Regions from separate parts of the Zea mays genome. Here all the other regions are linked to region 1. Evidence: chromatin contacts called from public Hi-C data. All regions are on one chromosome and are shown on one strand. The core of a region is the stretch at or near the end of the contact, and the rest is flanking DNA. Distances in the headings are between cores, read along the strand shown.

Region 1 (2,700 bases), core at 140-2,639:
CAGCATTGATGATAGCATTCCGCGCTACATTTGGTCCAAGGCCAGTCCACAGAGCGGCAACCCCTTCCTAAGGATGAGCCAAGCACATCACACATATAATAAGAGCCAAGCTCTAATTTTATTGATTGGTAGCAAAACAAAGAAAGCGAACGGTTAGCTGGGAGAAGAGCATGCCAGCACAGACCTGTCTAGCAATCTTGGAATAAGCATCCATTGCGCCAGTGTAGCGGCGTGGCACACCAGGCGCAAGCTTGCCCTCGGCCTGGAGCCTGACCTTGACAAGGTCAGTAGGGTTGGCGATGCTGATAGCGATGGCACCTTCAATTCAGAATAGAGTTTCTTAGTTTTGTAATCAGATTATATTACTCGTAATAGGTATTTAACATCCAATGCGGCACGTGCTAAATTTTAGTCCCTAGAACCAAACACCCCTAATAACGGATGAATGGAAGAAATAGTAGCTGAAGGTGAACACAACATGTTCGCAGGTCTGGGTGCCTAGCCATCCTATTCCTACCATACCAGTTGTGAAGCCGGCGGCTATCTTCTTGGACAAAGGGACATCCCCAACGTGGTCTTTGCCGACGTAGAAGGATTTGACCTGTAAGTTCAGGCAAGTGGTTGGTTGGACTGGCATTGGGAAATTAGTAGCAGTAGCACAGCAAGTGTTGGAGGAAACAAAATGCATCAGAAAGTTAATTAATGATATGCAGAGTAAATAGTTGACTGCGGTGAGGACCGTACAGGCTCGTAGAGGCCAATGCGGAGCCCCCCGTAGATGCACTGTCGGTGGAGGCCCGGGACGATGCCCTTCCAGAGCGCTGCGGCCCCTTCCTCCCTAGCGATGGTGGCGGCAGTTCCGAGCAGGCCGCGGTACTTGGGAAGCGCTGGCGCGGCGTCCCCGGAGGCGGCGGCGGCGACGACGTTCTTCTGCAGCTGGAGCCTGACCTTGGCCGTGTCGAGCGGGATGGTACATATCTGCGAGAAGATGCAGCAAATTAAAGGGGATAGGATGGGATGGGCGGCGTGATCCTGCCATCCCCCTTCTCTCTTGGGTCTCGGCGGCAAGGAAAAGGAGAAGGAAATGGAAGGAATCGAGTCAGATTTGGGGGCGATGGCGATCCAACAAGTGAAGCCGCGTGGGGAGATGGAAAACGGGTGGGAGTGGGAGGGAGGGAGATGGGTAGGTAGACGAGTTACCTCTGCGAAGCATGCTGCGATGGCGCTGGCCGTGAAGCGTCCGGCGAAGGAGATGTCGCCCTTGGAGCCGTGGTCCCCTGGCATGGCTGCTCCCTGCTGCTGGGCGAGGGGGAGGCAGCACTGCAGCAGCAAGCAAGCAGAGAAGGGAAAGGGTTGTGGCGGGGTGGTGGGCAGGAGAAAAGGCAAAAAGGAAAGGAGAGATCGGACGCCGGCGCCGGCGCCGGACGGAGATCAACGACACAAGGATGTCAACTATTTTTTTCTCCTCTATGATTGTCAATTTTCTTTTCGGCTATAATTTTTATTTAGATATTGCTTATTAATTGTTAGCTATATATTAGCTATAGATATTTAAAATCTACGTATAATTTTAGCAGCTAACTATTACATCTACGTGCTCCATGTTCTTGATTTACTCGTACAAACTACAGCGATTGTACTTATGGGAGAGGAGGGCAAGTGATAATTGATTATTTCGGCGGGCGTCATAACAGCAGTGCGTTCTTTGTGGCAGGATAACGGAGATGACTCAGGCGTGCATCAACACAGCTCAACGCCAACTAGTCGTGGAGGGAGTCGACATTAAGGCCCTTTTTCTATACAATGCAGCTTATAATTATATAAGTCTGGCTCCAGCAAGATTAGCTAAAGCAGTTTATTCGCTACATATAATGGATGCTGGCTTCCGGTACGTCTTCAGCAAGGGCTGCTATAGGCTCCTGTAAATTTAGTACACGCTGCCAGAGACGCCAAATATAAAGTTTGTCGGCCGTCCGCTATGCACTGTTGCTTACGTACGGTCACCCTCTGTAATACTCAAAATTGAATAAGAGGATTATATAGTAAATTCCTTATTTTGTGCGCCCTATTTACATCATGAAAAGAACATACCTATAATTAAGAGATGAACTAAAACAAAGTTTGTCGGCCATCCGCTATACACTCTGCTATGCATTGTTGCTTACGTACGGTCGCCCTCGCCGGTCAAGAACTGTTGCCTGTTTGGTTTTCGTATACGTCTTTGGTTTTCGTGTACGTCTGATAAAAAAAATATATGCAATATAAAGTTTACTTAGAAAACTTTCATGTTTTCTTTTCGGCTATAATTTTTATTTAGGTATTTTATACTATACTTAAAGCACTAGTTTCAATGGTCGTCCCGCGTCATTTTTTTAAAATAATCCCTCATAATTATTTTAAATTAATCTGTTGCACGTCTATAAATGGTCAAACGACGGCCCGACATGGGCCAGACGCCCGTGGGCTACAACTCTGGCTCAGGCACGTCATGCCGGCCTGCTGACTGTGTCGAGCCAGCCCGTTAGTTCGTCAGCCCATTTGATTAAATCAGCGTAAAATGTTAAAAAACGGTGCAGGAGTTGGGGTTCGAGCCCATGCGGAAGAAGTACGGGTGATACTAGGTGAAGTTGTCTAACCAGTAGAACATCATGCTTAAATATTTTTAATATTGAATATAAATTATATATATACGCTTTTTGT
Region 2 (2,939 bases), core at 65-2,564, 660 kb after region 1:
CCGCCCCTGTCGTAACCACCGCCGAGCTACGCGTCCGAGCCATGGGTAGTACAACGCATACGGCGTGGTCGAGAGGGAGTAGCCGAGGGACGGCGGGAGGTCGGTGGCTAGGGACGACGTTGGCAAGGTGGACCTCATGATGCTTGTCGACAATGGCGACGTCATCTACCTCGCCGAGCTCCTGGTGTTCCTCAACTACCTCAGCATGGAAATCGTGGACGCTTGGCTAGTGCTGGAGGAAATGTTTGATTAAGCATTATAGTCGATAGACATGAACGACGTAATGTATTTTTTAAAAAAGTCGGATAACTTTTTCCTTGTAGAATCACGAGTAGTAATGTAGGGTACAAAATGTAATTATTTTAATTAGTTCCTAGTTCATTTTTGCTAGGAGGGATTTTTATTGTCTGGTACATTAGTTTCCTAAATAATATGTAATAATATTATTTTCACAAAATAATCAATATATGGTGCATAGCGTATTTTAATTCTGCGACATATGAATAGTTTTATTTAAGCAACCAATAAAAATCCAATTTGTATTGCCAAATGTGGCACAATGTAGATATAGAGAGGACTGAATTTAGAGAATATTGCTGGAGATAACGAAAATATATATAGAGTACATAATGTTTTAGAATGTGTTGTAAAGGACAGGGAATATTCTTTTAGGGTTAGTTTGGAAATCTTATTTTCCTAAGTGATTTTTATTTTCCTAACGCCCTATTTGGATCATTGGAATTGAATTCCATTCTAATAATAGTAATTTAGGCATATATCAATTAAGATAATTCGATTTTATATAAAATATATTTGTATATTATTATTAGCAAGATGTCGGAGATATTTATGTGCTACATTTTTACTATAGAGGAGTGAGACAAAGAGTGTCATGTAAGTTACAGAGTAGAAACAAATTCTACTAATGCATAAAATCATTTCTCATCTTCCACCCATGAATTTAAGTTAAGTTTATATCTGAATTTTGTAAAGTGGTGTAATGTCAAATTCTAAACTAAATAAATTAGTTTATTGAGTGAATTCTAATTCCTCTAAAAATGAAGGGATCCAAACGCCCCGTAAGAGAAATTAATTTATTTTCTCTTGTAAAAATTAGAATCTCTCGAGAAAACGGTGTTGCTAAACTAGACTTTAGAGAATAAATTTTAGAAGATGTTGCGGGAGACAGCCAAAAAGGACGGGAAAGATCTAGAGCATGCATTCATGCATCCATCGATCTGCAACTGCAACTATATATAACCGCGTGCGGCGGCAGCTTGCAATTGCATTGTGTTGAATCCTCATCGATCGTCAGCTAATATAATAGCATATATATACTCCGATCTCAGAATTGAAGCTCCGATCCATCCGTCGACCACCTATGGCTGCCGCTGCAGCTTTCTCCTCCACTTCCGTCGTCGCTGCTCTCGCGGTAAGTACTCTACAGAGCTAGGCAGCTAGCTGGTAGTAAGATCGACGAGACAGAGTCACTGAAGATATGTATGCAGGCGAGCGGCTTCCTCGGCAAGAAGCTCGTCACCAGCATCATCATCAGGAATAAGAAGAAGGGGTACGACTCCCTGCATGGCGCCACGACCACCATCAGAGTCAGAGCCATGGCGGTGAACAAGGAGACGGAGCAGGACAGGTGGAGGGGCCTGGCCTTGGACACCTCGGACGACCAGCAGGACATCACCAGGGGGAAGGGCCGCGTGGACCCGCTGTTCCAGGCGCCCATGGGGGACGGCACCCACGTCGCCGTGCTCAGCTCCTACGACTACATCAGCCAGGGGCTCAGGCACTACAGCTTGGACAACATGATGGATGGCTACTACATCGCTCCCGCGTTCATGGACAAGCTCGTTGTCCACATCGCCAAGAACTTCATGCCCCTGCCAAACATCAAGGTGCCCCTCATCCTGGGTATCTGGGGAGGCAAGGGCCAAGGGAAGTCCTTCCAATGTGAGCTTGTCTTGGCCAAGATGGGAATCAAGTAAGAATTATTAATATAATATATTAAGAAGCTACATGCATGCCTAGCATACGTACATACTGAATAGAAATTTAATAATACTTAGCCCCATCGTTATGAGCGCCGGCGAGCTGGAGAGCGGCAACGCCGGCGAGCCTGCGAAGCTGATCCGCCAGCGCTACCGCGAGGCGGCCGACATGATCAAGAAGGGCAAGATGTGCGTGCTGTTCATCAACGACCTGGACGCCGGCGCGGGGCGGATGGGCGGCACGACGCAGTACACGGTGAACAACCAGATGGTGAACGCGACGCTGATGAACATCGCCGACAACCCCACCAACGTGCAGCTCCCGGGGATGTACAACAAGGAGGAGAACCCCCGCGTGCCCATCATCGTCACGGGCAACGACTTCTCGACGCTGTATGCGCCGCTGATCCGCGACGGGCGCATGGACAAGTTCTACTGGGCTCCCACCCGCGAGGACCGCGTGGGCGTGTGCAAGGGCATCTTCCGCAGCGACGGCGTCCCCGACGAGGACGTGGTGAGGCTGGTGGACGCCTTCCCGGGCCAGTCCATCGACTTCTTCGGCGCCCTCCGCGCCAGGGTGTACGACGACGAGGTGCGGCGGTGGGTGGCCGAGACCGGCGTGGAGAACATCGCCAGGAGGCTCGTCAACTCCAAGGAGGGCCCGCCCACGTTCGAGCAGCCGAGGATGACGCTGGACAAGCTCATGGAGTACGGGCGCATGCTGGTGGAGGAGCAGGAGAACGTGAAGCGCGTGCAGCTGGCAGACAAGTACCTCAGCGAGGCGGCGCTGGGCGACGCAAACGACGACGACGACTTGTATGGCAAGGCGGCGCAGCATGTCCGCGTGCCCGTGCCGGAGGGGTGCACTGACCCCAAGGCCGGCAACTTCGACCCTACCGCCAGGAGCGACGACGGCAGCTGCGTGTACAACTAATATAA
Region 3 (2,947 bases), core at 6-2,505, 560 kb after region 1:
CTAGTCCTACATGATATATATTCATCTAGTATAACACATGTAATCTCTTATCTGTGTAGAGACAATCTGGGCGGCATCCAACAACCCTCATGATCGTCCAGCCCATCGCCGCACCAGTCCAACCACCCACCTCGCTGAGATACTTTGTGCACATGATCTTATCTTTGTTAGTGTTGTTAATACTTTGTGAGATAACTTGGTCTAAACTTGTTGATGTTGGTATTGCTTTGTGAGATACTTCAGACTTATGTTCTTGAGTGTTGGAGACTTATGTTTGGGTTCAAACTTGTTTGATTTATGAGATTTATGGTCTTTGTGAGATATGTGATGTATATGTGATTATTATGTGATATATGTGATGTATATATGATAATGTCTTTTGTTTGTTTGGATGGAATAGCAAAAACAAATAAAAAAGAGGTATTTTACCGAGTGTCAAGGTCATAGCAAACGACAAAGAAGGCACAACTGAGCACCGATAAAGCTTCTTTGCCAAGTGTTGTGTTGTTGGCACTCGACAAAGAAGCAAGATTTGCCGAGTGTCTCCTAGTGCACTTGGCAAAGGAACTGACGAAGGAGCCCACTGGTGATCCCTTTTCCGAGTGCTAGTCTGTCGGGCATAAGGCAAAGAAGTAATCTTTGTCGAGCGCCACCTAATACGCTCGGCAAAGGAACTGGTAAAGGGGCCCACCAGGGGCTTTTTGTCTAGTGTCAGTACGGTGGACACTCGGCAAAGAGTGGGCATGTGCTGAGTGCCGCTCGGCTGGCATTCGGCACAGGATCTGACACCGTCACTTGGCGTCGTGACGGCGACATTTTTTTGCCGAGTAACGAGTGGTACGCCGAGTGCCCGATAAAAAGTACTCGGCAAAAAAGCTGTTGCCGATGTATAGTTCACCGAGCCTTCTTTGCCGAGTGTTCGCCGATTGTTTTTCAGGCTTTGCCGAGTGCTTAAGACACTCGACAAAGCAGATGTTTCCGGTAGTAAATAATTAACACTTTAGATAAGAATATAATATGGGCTAATGTTTGTGCATATTTTTTTTACAGAGGGTGTATTACATCTCGTACGTCCAGATGGATCGATGGAGCTAGCTGAGCTGCGCACATGAACGATCATTCTCACGTTCCATCATATCATGCATCATGCTAGCTGCCTTGCTATTGTAAAGCAGCTTTCAGTTCAGAGTACACACGTACGTAGTCCTCCAGTATAGTAGTGTAGGGTCCATCTATAATATATATCGCTGTGGATCGGAGTACATGGTCACAGTGGTGACGGATGGATGTATGTATGCATGTGTGACAGAGGATGAGACAAGCAAGCAAGAATCTTTGCTGGCTCATGTGATATGATCCAGCCAGCAGCAGCTAGCACTCTGATCGATTAAGAAACTACAGCCGGCCAGTACGTACTGAATGCGATCGTCAGTAGTGTGCATGCAAAGCTATACATCAAACAGTGCATGCATGCTAGCTAGCTATATATATGTATCAACGAACGAATGGAAACAAACAACAGCGGGGCTGCAGATCGATCAATATCTACATGCCATGCCATCAGGCAAGCATCCACAGCACTAGCTAGCTATCTGAGAAGGAAGGAATCTCAGATCGATCAAAGGATGCATGCAGTCAGTCGTCGTCTTGCTTACTACGCAACAGCTAGCGCAGCAAGCAGAAGGGAATATATATTATGCATGCGCCGGCCTGTATGGTGACGTACGTACGTCAGTCACTGCTGCATAAACAGATCGAGCTAGCAGGTTAAATATTGTACTTATATATAGATTATTAGGCAATCAAGCACTATCACTCTAGCAGAAAGCAAGGACGACCAAAGGCAGCAGGTAATTAAGGACAACACAAGAGACAGAATTTCTTGAATGGATTAATGGATGTTTATAGTTCAGCTAGTGTCGCTGCAGATGATCAGCATCAATCAGTACATAAACATATATATATGTAGCTACCTATCTGTATAGCCAGTCACATGCATATGGAGGCATTCGATCGGGCAAAGTGACAAACACACATGGCACAAGCATCAGCTTTACTATTATGATCCCAGCGACTAGTTGCATTGCTAGCTAGATATATAGCAGTCCATATGCCTACATCGACCAAGCACGGCCAGACACTAATTAATAATAAGCATCTAGATGATCAACTTCATTCTCTATTGAATAGACCCTATCTGGGAGTGCTTACTGTGCAACCAGTGTATATATATCTATATATAAAGGAGTAGTAAAACAAATGGCTATGCCGGTAAATAAAATATTATGGAAGATCATTTGACCTCTACAAGTCAAGATATTTTCCTGCATCGTATTAAAAGAGGCGATTCGAACAAAAGTGATAATTAATTTGTGTTAGACACTATCGGAAACAGCTGCTTTGACGAGTGTCTAAAGCACTCGGCAAAGCCTGGAAAACACTCGACGAAGCCTTTGCCGAGTGTGACACTCGGCAAACAAGTCAAGATATTTTCCTGCATCGTATTAAAAGAGGCGATTCGAACAAAAGTGATAATTAATTTGTGTTAGACACTATCGGAAACAGCTGCTTTGACGAGTGTCTAAAGCACTCGGCAAAGCCTGGAAAACACTCGACGAAGCCTTTGCCGAGTGTGACACTTGGCAAATAAGTCTCGGTGAACTGTACATTGGCAACGACTTTTTTGCCAAGTACTTTTTGTCGGGCACTCGGCAAACTACGTGGCGTGGTTCTCGGCAAAGAAAAGTCGCCGTCACGGCGACAGAGACTTTTCCGAATACCATCGTGACACTCTGCAAAGGCTCACTCTTTACCGATTGTCTACTGTACTCGCACTCAACAAAGGCTCACTCTTTATCGAGTGCCCGCTGGACTAGCTTTCGGCAAAGGGAGCACCAGAGGTTCCTAGGTGTGCCTTTTTTCTGAGTGTTGTGGCCTTGACACTCGA
Region 4 (2,995 bases), core at 252-2,751, 780 kb after region 1:
GTGGTGCTGTGCTCGTGACTTCTTGTGCTCTGTTGCTATTCCAGTGCGCCTGTTTGGGTGCTCTGTCTGCTCTGATTATTGTCCACCGTGGCCTGGTGCTTGGGCTCTCTGCTGCGCGGTGTTCATCTTCTCGGGCTGGTGCCGTGGACGTCTCCCTCGGCTCCGGCAGCGGCTCTAGTATCTCCGTCCACCTCCCGCCGTGCAGGCCCGGACGTGGGCGGCGGAATTGGTTTTCTGGGACAGAACTTCGTGTTCGCTGAGCTGGTCTTCCCACGTAGACAATCTACGTGCTGTGAGTTACCCGTTGCCTCGCTTATTTTTTGAGTAATTTTGTGCAATTTGCTAGTATTATTTACTTGGGTGTGATTGCACAATTTGTGGGCGGATTTGATTGCTCGATGATGATAGCGGTGTAGTGAGACGACGTGACAGTCTGGGTTTTAGTGTGTTGTTATTTTCAGCATTGATATTATTTGTGCCTAGTTATTTCTTACTATTGTGCAAGCTGATTATTTAAGTTCATTATTGTTCCTTAATTCTTATGCACACTGTTTTGATCTTAATATTCATGCTTGATTTCTAGGCTCATAATATTTGTTCTAAAACCATGTTTTGGTAAGATAGGACTGTCACGTTAGTCGAGGATCTTTGATCACTTTTTAGCGTTGGAGGGCTGTCTATTGCAGCAACCCGCTATTTTGAGAGTAATATTTTAATATAAACAATCATGTTTATTTGTTTAATCTGCCTTCTTCATCTACTTGCCATGTTTAATTTGCAATTGGATTTGAGTAGCTATATTACATGTTTTCATGTCCTGGAATTGCTACTGTTCATTGCTGTTATAATTACATATGGCATTTATCTGAGTTATATGCTTGTTTTATTCGGAATTAGAATATTTAATTTATTTAAATATGTTGAAAGCATGTCACTTATTTCTCTAAATTTACAACAATGTATTTATAAAAGTCATACATAATTATAATTTAAAATGGAGGATTACTCAAGGAAAAGTACAAGAAAGTACCAAATTCATGTGACAACTATCTATATCTTATATTTTAATAAAAATAAAGGGTAAATTAATAATGTATGATTGAGAAGGCAAGAAAACAGTGTAGGGACGAAAGAACAATCACTTGGTCGAGAGTATGAAGCAGTTTGCAGTGGGATTTTCTTGCAAATTAGGAGCAAAGGGAGTTGGGGAATTAGGCCAAATGAGATAATAATAAATAAATAAAAATGGGAGATGACAGAAAAAGGACGAGAATTATTTGTTTTTTAAATATTAAGTGGTAAATGACGACAAATTGAAGGAATAAAAAAAAAGAAAGCATGATATAAGTGAGAGACAATATGGACCAAGGGACAAAAATGAAGAGGAGTGAAGGATCGTCTAGTCTCAATTGTTGGGCCATGCTTGCTTGAAGCCCAGAAGGGCAAAATGATCCAAAGCCTGAAAAAGTGGTATCCCACTGCATTATCCAGAACCGAAAAAAAAAACTCTGCGGAGATTGACCGACCACCACCACCGCCTGCGTTCCCGCGCCGCCACCGCCATGGCTGCCGCTGCCCCCCATGCATACTCCTCCCTCGTGCCTGTTTCGGCTGCGCGGCCTCTCTCCGGAAGCACAGGTGAGTCCGTTCGTCCCACCCTCGTCGCTCGAGTTAGAGATTTATTATTATATCAATCGGTTGTGAAACAGATAAATCTAACGCTCACTTCGCGATCTCTACTAGTTTCTTTCGGTGCTTCGTGCCACAAGTGGAGGAAGGTTCCGGCATGGCGACTCCACTGTGTTGCTGAAGACGAAGGTCAGTGTAGTGGCATCAGATCTGGAATTCTCAGAAATGGTTATCTTATCTCATGATTTCTTTAAGCACTTGGTTTTTTTAGAAGATAGTGGATTGAACATTGTTTCTTGAAATTTAGTTGTTTTTTTCCGTATACTTCTCCAAACAGGCCTGCTTGACTACATTATGTGCATATTGTGATTCTCAGCAGAGGAAGTCAAAGATTTTGGAGTCAATATGGCACTATCCATGCTAAAATTTTACAAACGTAAGTTCATTTGTAGTTTGCAGTCTGAGTTTTTTTTTCCTGCTTCATTCCTGGGATTTGAGAAATAATAATTAACATCACAATAATTGTGAACTTGCTTTTAAGAACAATCCCATTTCTATATAGATTAATCATCAGCCCTGCTTTGCGTGAACAGGAGAAATATCACCTTTACTACCTTCAAGCTGCCGATATGTACCAACTTGCAGTGAGTACTCTATGCAGGCGTACAAACGATATGGTGTTGTAAAGGGTTCCATCTTGACTGCTTGGCGCCTTTGCCGTTGTAATCCTCTTGGTATGTAGTTTTTTTTCTCTATGTGCTTAGTTATCTCTGTTGTTTGACATTTTTCATATATGTATAGATCTGTGTCACATAACATTTAATTTGTGGGACTTAGACCTCTCTGATTTATATGCAGGTGGATATGGGTATGATCCTCCAAAATGGTTTGGCGAGGAAGATGTACCTCTGCAATAGTAATGCCTAGTAATTGAAAGTACAGGCATTGTAATTCTTCAGATCCAGACTTGCAGCAGTTTTTATGTAATTTACTGAAACTAAACCCAGAAACACAAGGATAAAATTCTGCAATATCTATGCACCTCTGAAGGAGCATGTATTTTTTTTGTGTATGCCTGTATGGTTATTTTATCTAGTTCTCGTGCAATTCCTCCAAGGTGATTGTATGAGCGAAATTCATTTATTACCTACAATTAACATCCATAATTCACCATATTCGCCTGTGTATTCTAGTCCGAGGATCCAACTATTTTTTCTCCAAAGATACTGATGACCCAACTGTCTTTTGCTGCTTCTAAAATCCATAAGGGCTTGTTCGGTTAGTAATGGATTGAAGGGGATTGGTGAGGATATTTCGAGAAAAAAGGGGATTGGTGAGGATTAAATCCCTTTCTAGTCAAAATTGA

What was found. Hi-C and Micro-C count contacts between places; a contact is called where the count stands out from the background.
Region 2: a Hi-C map of tassel shows a contact between it and region 1, with 2.8 times the contacts expected there. The contact joins the promoter of LOC100382265 here to the promoter of LOC542748 in region 1. A contact is called at or near these places in 2 of 25 Hi-C or Micro-C datasets (ear and tassel).
Region 3: a contact with region 1 is called in a Hi-C map of ear, with 2.2 times the contacts expected there. The contact joins the enhancer-like site here to the promoter of LOC542748 in region 1. A contact is called at or near these places in 2 of 25 Hi-C or Micro-C datasets (ear and tassel).
Region 4: a contact with region 1 is called in a Hi-C map of ear, with 5 times the contacts expected there. The contact joins the promoter of LOC100276648 here to the promoter of LOC542748 in region 1. A contact is called at or near these places in 4 of 25 Hi-C or Micro-C datasets (ear, endosperm, root tip and 1 more).

Annotation. Positions count from the first base shown.
Region 1 is chr4:562,884-565,583 of Zm-B73-REFERENCE-NAM-5.0, forward strand. LOC542748 (Thioesterase family protein, mRNA) reads right to left here and starts at 1,390. Exons shown (of 9, transcript NM_001112257.2): 1 at 1,201-1,390; 2 at 745-978; 3 at 523-601; 4 at 185-318; 5 at 1-67. The coding sequence starts at 1,284.
Region 2 is chr4:1,221,958-1,224,896 of Zm-B73-REFERENCE-NAM-5.0, forward strand. It overlaps LOC100382265 (RUBISCO activase1), which reads left to right and starts at 1,315. Exons shown (of 3, transcript NM_001175017.1): 1 at 1,315-1,432; 2 at 1,509-1,993; 3 at 2,079-2,939. The coding sequence starts at 1,382. The coding sequence ends at 2,934.
Region 3 is chr4:1,125,611-1,128,557 of Zm-B73-REFERENCE-NAM-5.0, forward strand. No RefSeq gene overlaps it. Among protein-coding and RNA genes, the nearest start is that of LOC100285388, 13 kb to the right of the region's middle. Within about 2 kb of position 1,256, at least 13 of the 20 cell types and tissues checked have an H3K27ac peak or open chromatin away from gene starts, as enhancers often do. A contact at or near this core is called in ear and tassel, where this site is marked.
Region 4 is chr4:1,342,334-1,345,328 of Zm-B73-REFERENCE-NAM-5.0, forward strand. LOC100276648 reads left to right here and starts at 1,502. Exons shown (of 5, transcript NM_001150385.2): 1 at 1,502-1,638; 2 at 1,744-1,818; 3 at 2,006-2,065; 4 at 2,223-2,363; 5 at 2,488-2,641. The coding sequence starts at 1,563. The coding sequence ends at 2,546.